2 separate regions of the Rattus norvegicus genome follow, and region 2 is linked to region 1. Evidence: chromatin contacts called from public Hi-C data. All regions are on one chromosome and are shown on one strand. Each heading gives the region's core, a stretch centred on a gene start, on an enhancer-like site or on the middle of the called end of the contact. The rest is flanking DNA. Distances are from core to core; before and after follow the strand shown.

Evidence for each region. Hi-C and Micro-C count contacts between places; a contact is called where the count stands out from the background.
Region 2: a contact with region 1 is called in a Hi-C map of frontal cortex, with 2.8 times the contacts expected there. The contact joins the promoter of Phf24 here to the enhancer-like site in region 1. A contact is called at or near these places in 2 of 12 Hi-C or Micro-C datasets (the A7r5 cell line and frontal cortex).

What each region holds. Positions count from the first base shown.
Region 1 is chr5:61,899,730-61,906,218 of GRCr8, reverse strand. No RefSeq gene overlaps it. Among named protein-coding and RNA genes, the nearest start is that of Spata31f3, 14 kb to the right of the region's middle. Within about 2 kb of position 2,353, at least 4 of the 93 cell types and tissues checked have an H3K27ac peak or open chromatin away from gene starts, as enhancers often do.
Region 2 is chr5:61,937,296-61,943,784 of GRCr8, reverse strand. Phf24 (PHD finger protein 24) reads right to left here and starts at 3,869. Exons shown (of 8, transcript NM_001398835.1): 1 at 3,717-3,869.

The sequences.
Region 1 (6,489 bases), core at 1,104-3,603:
CTAAAGAGGCCATTGGTCCCCTTGAACTGTAGTTATAGTTGATTGTGAGCTGCCATGTGGGTGCTGGGAACCAAAGCAGGGTCCTCTGGAAGAGCAACCATAGCTCTAGCCCTTTCACAGTATTCTTGTTTCACAGTATTTAGTTTAGTTTAACTTTTTATTGATTCTTTGAGAGTTTCCCATCATGCACCCCAATCCCACTCATCTTCCTCTTCCCTCATACTTGCCTCCCACCCTTGCAACCTCACCCCAACAGAGAAAAAAAATAATCTCGTCGTGCGAGCTATAGTATGTAGTGTCCCAGAGTACACCCTTTTGTCTAAACTTCTTTGCTAGCAAACGCTCATTGCAATGACGTCTTACTTTGGTCAGACCCCTCCGGCTTCTGCTACGCTATCAATACTGGATCCTCACGGGGACTCCTCTCAGATACCCTGTTGTTGCCCTGTGTCATGGCGATCCTGTAGTTTTGGATCTGTAGGATTGGCTGCTTCATGCACTTCAGCAGTTCATCGGAGGGGTAGATGTTGCGGTGGCTTAAATCGAAGCCCTGGATCTGGGCCGGAGAGGTGTCTGAGCTGGTTAGCCCGCCTGCATTCCTACTCTTGCACCCTAGGGCTGGTTCATCAGCAACGTCCCCCCACCCCATCCACAACCCTGGCCGGCTCTATCCCATCTATCCCATTGCTCATGCGAAGTGCAGGGGCCTGCTCTCCCGAGTGTGCAGCCACCGAAGGACATGGCCAGTTCTCCTAATCTTATGATCCGGGGCCAGCTCTCCCATCTGCCATAAGTGTGAGGCACTAGGGAATGAAGGGAAAGAGAGCTAGAGTCACTCCATAGCAGACAAGAGGCAAGGCTGACTCTCATGCACTCGCTCCGCCCTCTGGGTCAGGTGACCGGAACTCCCCACCCCTCCCACCCCCGCAACCAGCTATGCTGCCCAGGCGTGGTTTTATTTTCATATTTCTTTATGATTGCATCTTATATAGTCAATCAATTATATTATTATCTTAATTAAAATAAGCAACTTTCTTTTTCTAGACAGGGCAAAGAGAAACCAGAAAACAGAAGACACAAGCTAATTAGCTTGTTCGTTTCATAAGTGTGCATTCTGTGCTATATTAACAGATTTTTGGATAGCAGATAATCCTCTAATACATCCGCACAGGTATTGCTCTTTTAAGAAAAAAAATCTGTAAATCAGAACTATATTTAACGAGCAGTGTTTTGAATGATTCTTGGGAGACTCCATGCATCCAAATCTTATCTATAATTTATTTCAACTCTTAGGGTTAGTTAGGGTCTGAAAATGACGGTTATGGTTTGGTTTAGTTTTCTTGTTCTGCTGTGAAACAAACCCAGGGTCTCATACACTCAGGCAGTCTACGTGAGCTATGACCCAGTATGAAAGTCACCATGCTTATGATTTCCAGAATTACAACAATTTCATAGAATTTATACTCCTTCAAAAAGATGCTCAAGACCGCCACTGCATTTAGATCAATACATAAATTAGGAATTTTTTTTTTAATTTAGAGGGCGTTATGGAAGAAGGGATGATTTACTTAACTCAGAAAATTAAGTTAGAAAAATTAGGGACTTTGGGCCATGGGAAATTATTCATTGATAAGGCGCAAAATCTTGTGTGTGTCGTTATTTTTGTAAGGAAAGGTAAATTTTTAGAGACTTGGCCTCATACTTCTTACTTTGGCTTTGAACTGAATCTGTTTCTCCTCAGCTCACGACTGTAGATTAGAGACCCCTATGCAACTGCGTGCTTGTCCACAAGAAGAAACGTGACCAGTCTGGCCACTCTTTCCTCTCCTTTAGACTCCAAACATATTCACTTATTTGGACTGACAGTGTATTGACCATACACAAGGTTTTAAAAGGAGTAAAAACTGGACTAGCTAATGAAAGCTACTTATGTATTTATTTGGTGGAAACACTATGGGCTTATGTCCACTGTGTGGGTGCACATGTATGTTTGTCTGTATGTATGAGGACAAACACGGGCTCCTCACTCAGGTGCTTGCTGCCTTTTTTAGATTTCAATATCTTTTACTTGACACAGGGTCTCTCACTGGCCAGGGACTTGCTACCTGGGTTAGGCTGGCTGTCCGGTGAGTGCCAGGAATCTACCAATCAGAAGGCCACACGGCAGACTCAGTTATTGATTACATAAAGTGTAATGTGTGGGGCTCCACAGGTTTCCAAGCAGACACTCCCCTCCACAAACTCTCAGTCCTTTTCTTTCCCTCAAGCCCCTTTCTCTTTCCTCGTCATCCTCCTAGGGCTGCATGTGCACACACCCACAAAGACCAAAACTTTCTGTGGAGAAATGCACCCACACAGATGTCTATACCTAGAAACACATATGGCCTGGTTCAGGAGACCGGGCTCCACAGATCCTGTTCATGTGGAGCAGAAAAAAATACACTCACAGGGAGACACCCACAGCCTCATTTTCTACACAAAGACAAAGTGAAATTCCAAATTCACTGAATTCAGATTAGCTGTGTACAAAATAAAACACACTCAGAGCTCTGGAATCCCCTTGTTAGCCCCACACAGCCCCGAAGAGATTTTAACAGGTCACACCACTCCCCCATTCGTTCAGATCACTCAGAAACAAACAAACAAACAAATAAACAAACAAACAAAACTCTCTCGTCCAACCACTAGTTAAACACCCTTATCTGGGAGGCATTCCCAGATTACTTCAGCCCAAACAATCTCTCTATTTTTATAGGAGATCTACGTAGCAACCCATCTACCAGGCACGCCTCACATGCTTGGATTACTACTGCATGGATGGATGCCTGGTAATTCCTTATTCAGACACCATGAACTCACTCTGTCTGTAGGTACACCGTGTCCGTGCTTAGGGAGGTTGGAGGACCACCTGAGGTAGCATTCCTAATGCATCATTCATTGAAAAGACTCCCTAGTCTGGAAATTACCAAGCGGGCTGGCTGGATAGCGAATGCCAAGGTTGCCCCTGTCTCCATTGTCCGAAGATCAGAATGTGAGGAGCATGTCATCACACCTGAGTTTTTTTTTTTTTGGTTCTTTTTTTCGGAGCTGGGGACCGAACCCAGGGCCTTGCGCTTCCTAGGTAAGCGCTCTACCACTGAGCTAAATCCCCAGCCCCGAGTTTTTTTTTTTTTTTTAAATTAACCAATTTTGAAGACCAAATTTAGATCCTCATGCTTGCAAGGCAAGTACTGAGTTATGCCCCCTGTTTCAAAATATGTGACTTTTGACTTATCTGTTTACCTGTGTGTTGTTTGTTTTGAGGCAAGGGCTTTGTAGCTTTGGTTGAACTGGAGCTTGCTACATAGATTAGGCCGACTTTGAATGCCCAAATGCTGGGATTAAAGGTCTGTGCTACCGTGGCCCACCCGGGATTTTTCTGTTAGCAGGACGGGTTTGGTGTGCGTCCTCCAGAATACTGTAGTCAGTAAGCTTTGGTGGGTAGCGCTTTCATCTCCGAGGGAGAAAACTAAGAAGAGATCAGCTTAGAGGAGAAACATTTCCTCTGTTAGAAAGTTGGGCGTTCATCACAGAAGCCTGGTGCTCAGAATTCTCCCTCTGCCTCTGTATCTGGCCAGCAGGGCGAGAATTGGGAGGGGCAGTTAGTGGGGAGAAGCAGGAGTCAGCATACCTCTGCTTGGCACCCTGGAGGCTCTGGTTTTGTTAAGGGGTTTTGAGCCAAGTGTTTGGTTTTTTTTTTTTTTCGGGGGGGGGGGGTTGCGTTGAAATTAAATTGAAATAAGATAGAAGAATACACCAGAATGCTAATGTCCGAGTTTACAGTGGGAAACGAGCTCCACCTCCCGGGACCCGCAGGCTGTCCCCTGGTGGTTCACCTCCAGGGACCCGGCATGCTGCCCCCTGGTGGTCAGGGCGCTCTCTTCTTGTAGGTCCATTTACAGAAAGGGATTGATGAACTTAAAATCAAGTCAGAAGCACGAAGGTGTCTCTCTCAGGTGCTACTATCATTGGGCTGGACGCACAGGCGTCTCGGTTAGCACCTGAGGTGCATAGTTGGTCAGAAGAACCAGGTGTGCCCCTGTAGGATACGGCAGGTCTTTGGTCTTTTCTTTGGTTCTCTATTTTCAGATTCTATGAAAATGCCCCTCTCCTTCCTCTCAAAATCTAACACCCCAAGAGTATAGTAGTGGCATGCACACCTTGGCCGTATCCAGCAGTTCTCTAACCGGACTTAAGTCTTGCTCCAGTTGGACTTACGACCATCTCAATAAGAGAAACCTAGCCAACTCCCTGGGGCTAATGAAGTCTTTGAGAAGAACCGACAACCATCACTATAGTGAAGCAGTGTGATGACTAAAACCCCTCCAGTTTATTCGAGGCATCCATCTTGGTACCCACTAACCATTTGTCCCTGGCTTTAGTCCGTGGAAGGTAAGTTCCCAGCAGCTCTGACTAAGAGCCTCCCTCCCTGCAGCCCAGAAAGGTTCAGCCATGACCATCTACTTGTCCTAACAAACTGCCTTTAGGCCTCTGGGACCTGCTTCTGCAGGCATCCATGTCACCTTGGCTATCTGGTCTTGGTAAAGCAACCCAGCACTTAGCTTGCTCGCACAGACACTCAAGGTGTTGTGTGGATTTCGCCTTTAAAAATTCTTCCCTTGCTGGGTGTGGTGGCAGAGGCTTTTAGTTCCAGCATTCGAGAAGTAGAGGCAGGAGGATCTCTGAGTATGAGGCCAGCCTGGTCTACAAAGTGAGTTCCAGGACAGTAAAGGCTACACACAGAAGCCCTGTCTTATAAAAAACCAAAACCAACCAACCAAAAAAAAAAAAAAAAAAAAAACAACAAACAGAAAAATAACACTTCCTTCACCCCCCCCCCCCACCTTTCCTCATAACAATCTCATTTGGCCAGAGATTGTTGTCCTGCTAGCAATAATCAATAAATCATTTCATTCTAATTGGATTGAGTCTATGATCTTTTCATGGGGGTCAGAACATAACACCAGCATAATTTTAACTTACACTGTAAATCCTTAGTCTTATATTTACAGATATATATGTCTCACCCCTAATTAAAGAAATGTCTTCTTGCAACAGACAGAGGCCATTACAGAGAGCCACAGTGATCAAAACAGAGAGAACAGGGAGCATGTGCTATCCAGTCCCAGCTAGTCCACCTCCGGCACAGCTCCCGCATCTAAGGTCCAGGGATCATAGCAGAGGGAGCAGAAAGATTGTAGGAGACAGAGGAACAGGAAGTGATGTAAGTGTGTCTCCTAGAAAGGTCAGAGAAGCTACCCCACGGAGACTGCCTGAACAAGCCCTGAGTAAGATGCTAAAATGGAAGTTCACGGAGCTGCAACAGTAGACAGAGAACTACAGGCAACTAAGGGGTGCTGAGGGGGGTCATCTTTCCCAGGCAAGAGCACCAGTTTATCTTATACCAAGGGCTCAGCCCTGAAATCTTGTATGCACGAGTAATATTATACAGACTGAGCAGGCTGTATTTAGATACATGAACACACATACACGCACACACAGGCACACATGTATGCATGCACCCATACACTCACCCACACATGCACGCCGCCACCACCACCGCCGCCGCCGCCGCCGCCGCCGCCGCCGCCGCCGCCGCCGCCACCACCACCACCATCACCACCACCACCACCACCACCACCACCACCACCACCACTACCACCACCACCACCACTACCACCACCACCACCACCACCACCACCACCACCACCACCACCACCAACACCACCACCATCAACAATATCAACAATAATTAAACAAAAAGAGGCCATGAATTTGTGAGAGAGCAAGCTAAAGGGTACATACAGAGGGTTGGAGGGATGAAAGGCAGGGAAAAAAATAGTGTGATTATATTTTGTTTTCATATATAAATATTTTAAAATATTTAATAATTTAAGACATTAAATTATTAAAAACAATATTATATTATTTTCTATAATAAAATGTCATTTTCGGTCATTGTTTATCACATCAATAGTAACCCTAAGACTCTCGGGTTGGCTTAGAAGTCATTATGGATCCCACGCTGGCCTTGAACTCCTCGTGTACCTGCCTCAGCCTGGTGCTACAGGGGCCCCTCACGACACCTGACCAGATTTTAGTTTTGATGAAACAAACCTTGTCTATTTGTTACTGGATCATACCTTTGCTATAAAAATTTGATAAATTTTGGCATAATCTAAGTTTGCAAAGAATTTTTCCAGAAAGTCTTAATTTTAGGTTATATATTTGGTTCTTTAGTCCTTAAAAAGCCTGTACATGTGTTGGGAGCACTGCACCTAATAAAACCCCTTTTACACTGACAAATGTCGATATATTTCTAATCTATTAGTAATACAAAGTCTTGACATAAACATACAAGCCGTTAAATGAATAATTCCACAAAAGGTTGAAACTCCACGCTTTACTCTTAAATGACATTTGTAAAGATGTCGCTATTTAAACATTTTT
Region 2 (6,489 bases), core at 2,620-5,119, 36 kb before region 1:
GTCTCAGAGAGAAGACCATAGCAACAGGAAACAGTCTCCGTCAGAGATCATAACATGTAAAGGGCTCTGCAACTCGTAATATAATGCCTCTGTCCACGTAGATGACTTGCACAGGGAGGCAAGAGTGCATGTGACCAGTTTCCTCGGCACGTATGGGCAAGGGTAACTTTACCAGGGGTTGGACTGTGGCTGCCTGAAAGTAGCCTAGCTTAGCAGTTAGTCGTCGGTGTGTGACACCGGAAACGGCACACTCCCACTGACCACCATCGATAGCCTGTCACACTGCACTTCCCCTCATACTTTCCCTGCCCTTGATATTGATTGAGTGACGAAATGCAGACTGATTCTGTGCAAACTCCTCGAGGGTGAGACCCCTCCTGCTTACAGAGCACAGTGCTGGCAGGTCAGCAGCACCTAGAGTGTGTGCCCACCCCTGAGAGGGTTGCTCGGAGGTGGGTGGAGAACGGAACGATGCTATAATGCAGCCAATAGTCCTGTCTCCAGCTGGACACCACTAGCCCATGCGTCTTAGTCCCAAGCTGGTAGAACGATTCCAACCAGAACTTAGGGGTTAAGACCGAAAGATGGAGTAGATAATGATGTCCCCGTCAAATACGAATCCCTAAATCCGGGGAATGAGGAAGCATTGCTAGACAGGCCTGTGGTGCGGAAAGGCAACAGGTACTGTAGCTGAAGAGACGGGAGACCGGTAGCGTGAATATGATCTACTTAGGAACAGGTGTGATGGGAGCAAACATGGAGCCATGGAAAATGCATGTGGGGAGGTTTGATTATCCATGTCCCAAGAAAAGGAAACATTTCAAAATATACATGGGTAGTGTTGGAAGAAAAAAATGGCTGCAGCATGGTCAGAGAATCTATGGAAGATCCAAGGCTGGAAAGGCATACATGCCTATTGGTGTGCACTCAAGTGTTTATGAGATTAAGGCCACCCAGAAACACTATGCTTAGGCACTGTTCTGACAAGTTTCGAAATTTAATGTTCACTCAATGCTAGACATCAGGAGGTGGAACCGAGGATCCAGGTTCTGGGGAGAACTTAGACCAATAAAGGGATTTCCCCAAGTTACCAGGGAGTGTGGTTCTCAGAGTCCTCAATGAAAAAAATAATATAATAACAACAACAATAACAATAATAATAATAACAACAAAATACTCCAACGGGAAATATGCCTTTTGGCCCAGCACTTAGGAGACAGAGATAAGCAGATCTCTGAGTTCAGGCCAGTCTGGTCAACAGAGCGAGTTCCAGGACAGCCAGGGCCACACAGAGAAACCCTGTCTTGAAAAAAACAAACCAAGCCTAAACAAAAAGATATGTCTGAATTAGGACGAATACCACCATATTTGCAGGCTTGGTCTTGGTTTTCTCTCTTAAAACAATATTATTTATATATTATATATTATTTATATCACTATAATATATATAATATAATATATATATATCCCTGCTGAACTAATGAGAGGGGTTTAAGTTGAAAGAGGATCATAAATAACTTTATATCAGATGATAACCAATACGCGCCTCTGTCAGATTTGCTTGTGGAGCTGTGCATGAAGTACTACATCTATCTGAACCTTAAAGAAGCCAGGTACTTAAGGAAGATAAAAGACCAACTAACAATGGGTCAGATAGGTTATTCGGTTTCCTTGGTAGCTTCCTCTTTCTTCTCACTGTGTAATCCCAGACACCCAAAGAAACACTTCTTTTTATCTTCTGTTTTTGGGACAATGCCAAGAACTTTCTATACAGCCCAGGCTGGCCTTGAACTTGTGATTCTCCTACCTCTACCTCCCACATGCCAGGGTACTAGCCATATATTACCACAGCCATTGCAGAAACACAGTGTTTTCTGGTTTCTTCATTTGGCTCTGTTTTTCTGAGACAGTCTCTCTCATAGCCCAGGCTGGCCTTCCTTTCAACTTGTGGCAAGCCTCTTGTCTCGGTCTCTGAAGTAGGTATATATGTTTTCAAAGAAAACCAGGACCAAGCATGCATATATATATATATATATATGTATATATATATATATATTTGATGGACCTATGCTCTGATTGGCTCTTTGTCGTCAGAGCCCAGCTCTAGGAGGATAGTTTTGTTAAAGGAGGATGCTAGGTTTGGTTGTGCAGAAGAGGATGAAGATGGACAGAAACAGTCCAGAATGGCTCTGTGGTAAATTGCATGGCTTGGCCTCTTCACACTCGCTCTTTGGATAAGAAGCAAGAATCTATCTTTGGGCTCTAAGTTATACCCTTAGGACTCAGCTGGAATGAAAGTGTTGGGGTGAGACAAGGGGCATTACTGGATCAAGTTCAGGCTTTCTCTCCTGGACAACAGATTCCCAGTGAGCCTTCCTTGGCCTCCATCCTCTCTCCCCTCTCCTGTTTCTCATACAGAACTGTTCAGCAGTGTCCTGGGGTGTTTGCGGATTACTGGTGCACATACAGGGCCACAAGGGAGTGACTGTCTCCTTTTCTTCATCCCCCAAGGTCCTGCAGCAGGGAAGGTGGCCCCTTGAGTTCTCCCAAGCAACCCCTGACAAAGACCACCACACCATTACAGTAGTGCTACCAGCAACGGAAGCCACGAGTTGAGATCCCGGGATTCAGTGGACAGCTGCTCCAATGGTCGAATGTTCTGTTAAACCGTCCTCCTCTCTTTAAGCATCCCTTTCTGAGCATACTCCAAAGCTCCATGCCTGACACGTCCACACAACTTATTAACAGACATCCACTCTTCCTTCTTTCCCTGTTTAATACTTTTCTCTGACTTAAATGTGAAGAACAGGCTTCATTTGTGATCTCGGGCAAAGCCTGCGTGCGTCACAAATACCTAATGTTTAAATGGGGTAATTTTACGAAGCTGTTGTTAAGTATTATGTAAGGTGTTTAAACATATCTAGCACAGTGCCTGGCACACTAGTTCTCAAGAATGCTTCCCTCCCCCCTATTCCTTCCTCCAGACACTTGGTATACTGTTTCTGGAGAGTCGAGCTCGCAGGGTCAGAGATCTTTGGTTCGGAGGCCTCACTGGTCTTGGTATCCCTTAGACTCTGTGCTCTTACAAGCAGTTCCAGTCTCCCCAAAAGTCCAGCTTGAAGCCAACTGGGCTATCATTCGGAAGAGACATTCTAATGGGGGCAGAGTGAGAACTGGAATGAAAAAAGGCCACGGCCCCATAGAGTCCCCACTCCTTTCCATTATGTTGAGGGGGACAAGTGAGGGCACACTGAATCCCTCAGGAGGTCAGTGCCTAAGTCCTTGGAGCTATGATGCCACAAATGGATCCCATTTCTCCAGCCAAAGGTTCTTTCTGGGCATCTCTGGGGCACAGGATGAAATTACCTGGGGTTCACCAACACCACTGGGAAAGTCCCTGAGGTTCCCAGATGTTCTCCCATGGAGCCAAGTCCAGAGACTACCCTAATGCCTCTCTACTTACACAGAAGGCCTCCCTGGGGGCCTGGGGAGGGTGCCTCCACACTGGGGCTGTGCAAGGCAGAAAGTGCAGAGCGCACTGGGCGTCTCCCTTCACGTCCCACGGACTCTCTCCCGTGTAGAGGCAGCGGTCACTGGGGTGCGTCCACTTGCACAGGGGCCCGTGGGGGCGGCTCCCACACCAGCATCCGAATCCGGGACCGCAGACCCGCCCCTCAGGGTGACGGCGGGGTCCCACCGCCCCCGCCCTCGCTTACCGGGACAGTCCGCGTGCGGGACGCGGATCCGAGGCCGGCGGACTCTACGCCGCGGGCCCGCGCTGCCCACGGCCGCTCCGGAGCCGACGTGCTGGGCCGAGCACCGGGAGCGGGCGGCGCGGGCGGCGCGACAGGCTGAGGCGGCGGCAGCGGCGCGCGCCCTGAGCACGCCCACCCGCTGCGCGTGCACCCGCGCGAGGCGCCCTCGGCCGGCCCGTGGGCGCGCGCCGCCCCACCCTCCGGAGCCTCAGGCACGGCCCGCGCAGCCCGCTCGGCCGCGGGCGTGGGGCGCGGTGGGAGCGCGGGCGCGCGGCGGCGGCGGAGTAGCGGGAGGTCCCAGTGCCAGGGGGCGCCCGCACGAGCAGCCGGCAATGCGGCGCGGGGACTGCGCCAGCCCGGCCGCCCGCGGCAAGGTCAGCGCGCCCCGGGAGCTGGACCCGGTTGGCGCTGCAGGGGCTGCGGGGACTGGCCCACCCGCATACACCCAAGGCAGAGCGGGGTCTGTGTGGATGCTGCGATCAGCACCTGCCCGGGGTGGGAAGAACTCAGCCAGCCGACTCTGTCGCACCACCCAGGTCTCAGGGCTCACGGTGGGGCACTTACCTTCAGGTTCCCACTGGGTTCGGGAGTGGCCAGAGGAACCTTCACAAAGACCTTGACTGCTCCATTCCGCCTTGTGCAGCTTTGTCAGAGGCTATTGGTCCTCCATCTCCAGCAGCAGAGCTGTACTGTCGTGTAACCCACTTTTTGCTGCAGCAACCTCAGCCTTCAGACTAGCCAAACAGATAGCTTGTCAGGCGGCCAGTGTTTCTGAGAACTATAACGCGCATTGCAACAAACTCCAGGCTTTGAAGAGGGCAAGAAAAAGACCAAGTCACAACATATCTACAACTAATTGTAGGAAAGTAACGATGTGTACATATACACAGATCCCTCTTTAAAGGCACTTTCATTTTCTTGTACATCTATTTTGTGTCTGTCAAACACAAGTCACATTATTTTTTGAGCATCTAGTATCCCCCCTTCCAGGTGTTATAGGAGATACTTTGTCCTTTAAGCAGAATTTAGGTAAAATTAGAACTATATATTATTATCAAGAAAGTAATATTAAAAATGCCAAGTATAAAGGTACTATTTTAAAGAGCTTAAATGTCACTCGTTGTGTAGCTGCAGCTGGTCAGTAATTGACTGGGGAGATCAGGTTGGCCTCAAACTCCAGGCAGCCCTCCTGCCTTGGCCTCCCGGAGTGCTGCTGGCTTCCAGGCATGAGCTTCCACAATGGTTGGAGGAGTTGCTCTGAGGCACAGAGGTTAAACAGCTTGCCTAAAGTAGCAAGCTCCTATGTCATGGAGCTGAGACTGAAGTCCAGGTGCTCTGATAACAGAACCCAAACTGCCATTGGTGTTAACAAGGGCCACCATTACCCTGCCCCCCCCCACCCCCGTGAAACTAGTAATGGAGAGCAGACCGAGTTTCCTATGGGGTCCGATGTACTTACTATTAGAATCACACTGGACCCCCTAGAACAAACGAAACTCAAGACGGATGATCAAAATGTGAATGCTTCACTCCTTCTTTAAATGAGGAAAAAGAATACCCTTGGCAGGGAAGGGAGAGGCAAAGATTAAAACAGAGACTGAAGGAACACCCATTCAGAGCCTGTCCCACATTTGGCCCATACATATACAGCCACCCAATTGGACTAGATGGATGAAGCAAAGAAGTGCAGACCGACAGGAGCCGGATGTAGATCGCTCCTGAGAGACACAGCCAGAATACAGCAAATACAGAGGCGAATGCCAGCAGCAAACCACTGAACTGAGAATAGGTCCCCTATTGAAGGAATCAGAGAAAGAACTGGAAGAGCTTGAAGGGGCTCGAGACCCCAAAAGTACAACAATGCCAAGCAACCAGAGCTTCCAGGGACTAAGCCACTACCTAAAGACTATACATGGACTGACCCTGGACTCTGACCCCATAGGTAGCAATGAATATCCTAGTAAGAGCACCAGTGGAAGGGGAAGCCCTGGGTCCTGCTAAGACTGAACCCCCAGTGAACTAGTCTATGGGGGGAGGGCGGCAATGGGGGGAGGGTTGGGAGGGGAACACCCATAAGGAAGGGGAGGGGGGAGGGGGATGTTTGCCCGGAAACCGGGAAAGGGAATAACACTCGAAATGTATATAAGAAATACTCAAGTTAATAAAAAAAAAAAAAAAAAAAAAAAAGAATCACACTGGACCAACAATTTCATACAGGGACATCAGAACTGTCTTTTGTGTTCTATTTCTAGGCTATTTGATGGACCTACATGGAAGAGAAGGCTATAATATCCCCCATAGAGGTGTCTGTTGGCTTCTTTCATTCAAAAATATGGGTTGTGTGTCTGCCATTCATTGGAAACAAAGGGCAATGGCCCTGTCAAGGAACTGCGATATGAACCATGAGGGCCTCACTCTAATAACCAGTGTGACCATAACCCCTTACCTCAGCCCCATCTCTAAACACTGCAGTCTGGGTCAGTTTCTCCTCTTAACACTCATCCTAGCGATCCAATCCCTGACGCCTTGGGTTTTGTCTGCCTGTGGCAGAACAAGCCTGAAATCACAGTACTGGGGAGCTGGCAGCAGGAAGATCAGGACTTCAAAGTCGTTCTAAGGTATGTGGTGGTTTTGAGCCATTCTGCCCTACTGGAGACTGTTTCAAATTCCTCCCCCCAAAGTGACATTTTGCACAGTATATATAATTTGCTTTGATTATTTCACCCCCATTGCT